Linked DNA regions of Triticum aestivum: region 1 is linked to region 2. The links are chromatin contacts, called in public Hi-C maps. All regions are on one chromosome and are shown on one strand. Each heading gives the region's core, a stretch centred on a gene start, on an enhancer-like site or on the middle of the called end of the contact. The rest is flanking DNA. Distances are from core to core; before and after follow the strand shown.

Region 1 (3,135 bases), core at 511-3,010, 300 kb before region 2:
AGCAGCATCGAAAGAGTGATCCAGTGCAGCAAAGTGCCAGATAGAAAACTACCTGAAAGTGGTCTGAATGGGGAAGAAGATTGTGCCTTGGAGGAGCTTGGTGCAGACTTAACTGCAGATGACAAGAGAACATGGAACAGTATCATCACGAAATCCTATTAACATGGTACCGAATTCGATACAAAATGTCAAAATGTGTATTCTTGAATCTTGAACACATGAATTCTAGCATATTCCATTGAACAGGCTGCTTCTTCGTAGCACTGATTATACGAAGTTGACAGAGGCTCAATGGACTTAATGAACTGACAACCAACTTAACAAAAAAAATTTGAACCCAGATGAACTAAATTTTGATAAAATTGCGCTCATCTATTTGTTACTTGTGATCACGTTGCTACAAGACAGTGACTCAATTATTCAGCTTCCAAAAGAATTAAGATTAACTACCAGCGGAGGAGCTTGGACGGTCTGTCTTCTTTGCGGCTTTCTTATCTTTCGCCCCAAAAATCTTTGGACGACAGCCCTAGAGTACAATGATGTAAAGCCAAATTCTTAAGTCAATGATGTATCTCTGAAACTAAGAAAGAGGAGCAAAATGGGGTGAAACAAGAGACACATACCTTCATCTTTTCATCATCTGGAAACGCCATTCCCTTTGAAATCCGCCGAAAACAACCGAAGCTTATTATTCCCGGCTCAAATCTGACCGCATTATTTGGTAGAAATTAAAGATTGCCCGGTTCATCTCAAGGAAATACTAATTAGATGAACAGGGGGGTAACTCTGACATCAGCACAAATAAATAGGGGGAAAAAAGCATGTACATATACTTGTCCCAGAAAAAAAAAAGAGGAAATGAAGGAGAATATTTACACCCCAAAAGAACCTCCTGGATCTAAATTGTTCTTCAAATTCAAATTCAAATTCCTTCACTCTAGACGTGGAAGAACAGATATATGGCCCAAGCAAAAGTAAACAGAAGCCTTTCACATCAAAAACAGCCCCCACATCCACAGAGCACGCCCTTTCCAAAAAGTAGGCTACCTATCTGTATCTGACACACGGGATCTTGAGAATCCACTGCACATTACAGCTCGCAACAGAGAGACAGAGATGAACAGGAGAGAAAACAGCACAAAATGAAACAGAAATCACAGCAGTGCGGAGGCGAAGCAGGAACCCACCGAATCAGCAGCAGTTTTGCCGCCAACAGCAAATCCGGCCACCGCAGCGCCGCCCGGGAGAGCCGTGGACTGAATCCCTCCTCCCCCACCAGAGGCGCAGGGCCCTCCTCCTAAATTAACCAAGAAGGAGCTAGCCCAACGACTCCTCCCCCTAACCACCGGGAAGGCCGCGACAAGAAAGGCGAGGCGGATAGGAGGAGGAAGAGGAGCGGCGGCGCGGAGACGACGACCCCTGGAAGCCGGGGCGGGGTCTGCAGGTGCGGGAGGAGGAGGCGCACGGTCGAGGGCACGGCGGCCATTACCTAGGCCGGCCCCGCACCCCCCACCCGGCCCGGAGAATTAAACTATTCTCCCCGGACAACTGTCCCGTACTGTGCACAGCAGCGGCGTCCTCTCCTCCCCTCCCACCCGAGAAAAAAAGAATTCACCTCCCCCTCCGCGGCGTTTGTTTACGGGCGGCACGACGCGGCATGAGCACGGCGGTGGTGGTGGACCATGGGAGGGAATGAGGAGCTTGGGCGGCGCACGTGCGGCGGGATTGATTGGGTTTTGGCGCGCGGCGGAGGGAAGGTGGTGGTGGAGGCGGTTTGGGTTGGTTGGTTGGTTGGTTGGTTGAGTTGGCCTTGGAACCGCTCGTTGTCTGCTGCTGGTCAACGGTGGACACAAGGACAAAAGGGGAAGCTTATTTTATGTGGTGCCTCGTTGGTTCCGTGTCTGACACTTTCTTTACCCGGCCATGGCTGGCTTTTGGCTGAATCATTCCGTTTCCAAGCAGTGGTTCCTCACAAATCACAAACCAGATTAAAGAAACACCAATCTCAAACAATAGTGTGTGTACTTGAGTAGGTGGCGCCATATAGGGCGAGACTTGAGAGGACTGGTTCTGAGGAGCGACTCGGCAAGGCTCGGCACCCCGGTCTAGGGTTTAGGGTTTGTGTCCTGCTAAGGAGGCGAGACGGCGGCGGCTACCTAAAAATGGAATAAAGGTCTCACCGTCTAGCCCCTGTTCTGGCGGTGCATCTAGCATCGTTGTTGGACGCGTGGAGGTGTGTCTCCGGCAGATCTATCTTTCGTGGATTTGCTCGGATCCTATTCGTCTACGTTCGTGTGTCTCCGGATTGAATCCTTCCAGCCTATGTTATTCTTCATTGGTGGCGGTTGCTGTTCTGGTACGCTGGTCCTATGGGGCATTAGCACGACGACTTCCCGACTGTCTACTACAACAAGTTATGCCTGACTCCGGCGATGGAGGGGTGATACCGGCGGCGCGTCTTCGGCTCGCTTCGGTGCTTGTAGTCGTCGCTAGGTGGTCTACGGATCTGAATGTAATTTTTATTTCTTGTGTTCGTTGTACTGTCATGATTGAAGATGAATAGATTGGAAGTTTTTTCGCAAAAATAAAATGCGCCTCCGAGCGACTGAGCCGGCATATCGTCTTGAGATTTTATGAAGTCACTGTAGTGGTGGGATGGGGATACCCTGTCTGCCTAACCATCCAACCACGGATTGGTTTGCGTAACAAACCGTGTTTACCTAGCGTGTTGGGCAGGCCTACAAGGTGAATCTAGGAAAATATTCTAAGGCAATGTTTTTTTTAACACAATGCAATCAAACTCGCTCACATACACCAACATATACTCATCCTAATGAACGCAAGCACGCACGCACATCCTACCCTGTGAGCATCTTCGATAGACTGAGCTGACACATCGTGATGAGATTGATGAAGTCGTCACAGACACCTTCGTAGTAGGATACCTTCTTCCACTTAATGCACATCGTCAGAAGGCCTGAAATAAATCCAGAAAAATGCGAGCACCAATGTCAAGCCTGAGACTTTGAACTCCGATGGACTGGGGATACCACTGTCATCCTAACATCCTAATCATCCAACCATAGGTTGGTTCACCTCAAAGGCGATGTTTTCGTGGTGGTGGTGGTTGGGGGG
Region 2 (3,093 bases), core at 542-3,041:
TCGGGTCGAGGCAGACGACTTTCCATGCTTCGGTGAGGCATTCCTCCTCCTTGGACGCCCACTTGATGCGCGGCTCGCCTGACCTGGCCGTCCGCTTCTTCTTCTTGCGCCTCCTCGCCGGCTCCTCCTCCTCCTCCTCCTCCTCCTCCTCCTCCTCCTCCTCCTTGTCCTCCTCCTCCTGCTCCTCCTGTTCCTCATTGGCGTAGATGTAGCCGAGCTCGCCGTCCATGCCGCCGTTGAGATCCACCGTCTCGTCCGCGGTGAAGCCGGGAGACGCGGCGGCCGCGACCGAACCTTTCGCGATGATGTCGTCCATGTGGCCTCGGTCTCGTCGGCGTCGCCAAGGTGCGAGAAGGGCAGTGCGCAGCGGCGGAAAGGGGGTGTCGGGGAGGACGCGCACGCAGGCGGCGAGTAGTTGTATGGAGGGTACTGCACTCCGGTGAAGGCGGGCGAGGGCGTGCGCTGGGCCGGGTGTCCATGGGGGAAAGTGACGTTTGGGTTGAACCCACCGTGCGCGTCCCCGTCGGTGTAGCCCGGCGATCCCCATGGCTGCGGCGACGGAGACCCGACGCCTTGCTGGCCCCAGGGCGCATACTGCGCGTGGTTGCCGGGGGGATTCATCATCCCCGCGCGAGTCCCCTCGGCCTCGGCCTGGTCCGCCGAAGCGGCAGCGGGAGCCGCGCGTGCCGCGTTGTCGCGGGCCTTCTTGGCGAGGGCCCTGTTCCGCCGGTCGGCGGTGACGGCCTCCCGTCGCTGCACTTCTACCCTCCAATCGGTGTTTGTCATGCCCGGTGGCTTGGACGGCGGCGCCCTCGGCTTCCTCTGTTTCGTCTGGGCGACGGAGGCGGTCGCGGTTGCCGCGGCGCGGGGAACGGCGTACTTCTTCGGTGCCATGGCGGCCGGCTGGGAGGCGAGCGGGAGGTAGATTGGCGGAAAGGAGGAAATGGGAGGGAAGTGGGAAAAAGTGGGAAGAAACGGCGGGAAGAGGCGCTCGACTCGCCGACAATGCGGACCCACGCGCCCTTTTCGCTTGTGCCGGCGCCCCAGGCGCCCCCAGGGCGCCGGGTTCTGCCTGGGTCCGCTGGCATCAGTTTCGGCCCGAGCCGGCGAAAAACGGGCTTCTGGAGGGGGGCGACTGGGCCGTTTTTTTGGCGCCGGCGCGGCAAAAACGCCTGGAAAGGGCCTGTTGGGACGCGGCTGGAGATGCTCTAATTGACCAAACCAACCAAATCGAAGCGCTTCAAGTGTGGAACGAATCCACCAAGTTTGGAGTCAATCCAACCAAGTTGGAGCCGCCAATGAACAAGTTTGGTGAAAATCAACGATCAACCACTAATCTAGACAGAACTTCTCTCACAATGAGCCATCTCGCCCATTGATTGAACTGAGATCAACAGTCCACAAGTACTGCACCTGTGGCCCGGGTTAAGCTGCCATCTCACCCCGACGTGGAGAGATCAGCCCAACATATCCCGAGCTACGTGCTGCCATTAACTCTGGAGACGCAAGGTTTGACAAACAAGGACCACTGACCACGTGACTACTCTGTGTCACTGTACACGCCACGGCAACCTCACGCTTCAATGCTTCATGCTTCTTTGGTTTGGCCCATCAAGCAGCACCAACCATCATTGGAAAATCTCCGACAAAATATCAAAAGCAAAAACAAAACTTGCACGAATCCTGCATAATCAGTCCAGAGCAAAGCCATCAGAAGTTAGCTAGCACACCGACAAAACAGGGCAGATAACCCATCAGGCGCCTAGTTTACAGGTGGCCCGCTCTTCTCCGGATGATGAGAAGGACGCCCTATCCATCGGCCAAACCCTCAATCCCCATCACCTAAATAAAAAAGATCCCCCAAAAAGATCAGAAGCTTTGTGTGCTTCCAACCCATAACAAACTTCGCTTTGCTGGTGTGGTGGGATCCGAAACTAAATTATTTCCTCTTGGAGATTTGCGCCCTGGAAGATATAAAAAAATCCTCCCTGGTATTTTTCTTGACGATGAAGGAAAAGGAGAGGGACGATAACCTCTAGGGGCCGGGGAGTAAAGTATCCACCAGTCAAGCTAACCTGCCCTGCAACTCCCTTCCTGTTCGTCTTTGGCCTACCTCCAGCGAGGGAGGACTAGGAGCAGGAGCAGGAGCAGGGGGGCCGCCTCCACTCCATCCAATCCGATCCAATCCGATCCACGGGAGAAAAGCCAAAGGTCAGCGACTTCTTTCTTCTCTCGATGCTTAGTTTCGAGCAAAAGATGGTTTTTTTGGGGGTTGCTAATTCGCCCCGGTGTGCTCCAAATCAAGAACACGGTGGAGCCTGTTCCATCCCCCCTCCCGTCGAATCGAATAATATAATATCGTTCTGTTGCGAAGGATCGATTAGGGTGCCTGTTCGTTCGGGGATTTATGCGAGGATTTGTTTAGGTTGGGATCGACGACGGGTCTCGCCGCTAATTTTGTTTCCGGGGCAGCCCGATGTTGTGTGAATCTTGAGAAGTGTCCGAATTGGTCCCTTGTTTTCGCTCTTCTTTTAGGTGGGAATAGTACCCTGTTCCCCGTAGAATAGAATCGGCACCTCATTCTTGGGCTGGGAATCCAGGCTCTTGATCTCCGCCTCCCCTTCTCGGAGATCTCGGTGTCGCCGCGGCTTCAGTTGGGTATTCTCTTTAGGAATTATTAGGGCTGTCTGCCACTCCTGTTCCTAAAGAATCAGAAATATTAGAGCTAACTTTGTGTTAGATGCAAGACCTAGCTTTGTTCTTCTCCTTGTTCTTGTCCGCCATGCTGATCTCCTGTGAGATATGCCTGATTGCCATTGCAGTGTGGAATTTAGTCACACATGGACACCATGCTTCTCATGTTGTTCCACTTGTTCTTGATAAAATTGTTCCTGATATGCTGCACTTATTCTCATGGATGATAAATTATCTCATGTGTGGTTGTTTTCTTGGGGATTTATGCAGATTATTACCCTTCAACTGACTCATTGTGCACGGTTCACAGATTTGTCTTCTGCTCATGTGCTACGCTTGATCGACCGAAGGATTGGCGTTATGGCAGAAGCTGACATCACGCGCTACTGGTGCCATGAA

The links. A called contact is a pair of places that touch in the nucleus more often than the background predicts.
Region 1: a Hi-C map of leaf shows a contact between it and region 2, with 4 times the contacts expected there. The contact joins the promoter of LOC123137466 here to the promoter of LOC123137404 in region 2. A contact is called at or near these places in 2 of 5 Hi-C or Micro-C datasets (both in leaf).

What each region holds. Positions count from the first base shown.
Region 1 is chr1B:547,623,732-547,626,866 of IWGSC CS RefSeq v2.1, reverse strand. It overlaps LOC123137466 (probable prolyl 4-hydroxylase 4), which reads right to left and starts at 1,760. Exons shown (of 19, transcript XM_044557258.1): 1 at 1,188-1,760; 2 at 624-705; 3 at 451-526; 4 at 53-112. The coding sequence starts at 653.
Region 2 is chr1B:547,321,635-547,324,727 of IWGSC CS RefSeq v2.1, reverse strand. It overlaps LOC123137404 (E3 ubiquitin-protein ligase SIRP1), which reads left to right and starts at 1,791. Exons shown (of 2, transcript XM_044557157.1): 1 at 1,791-2,211; 2 at 3,005-3,093. The coding sequence starts at 3,055.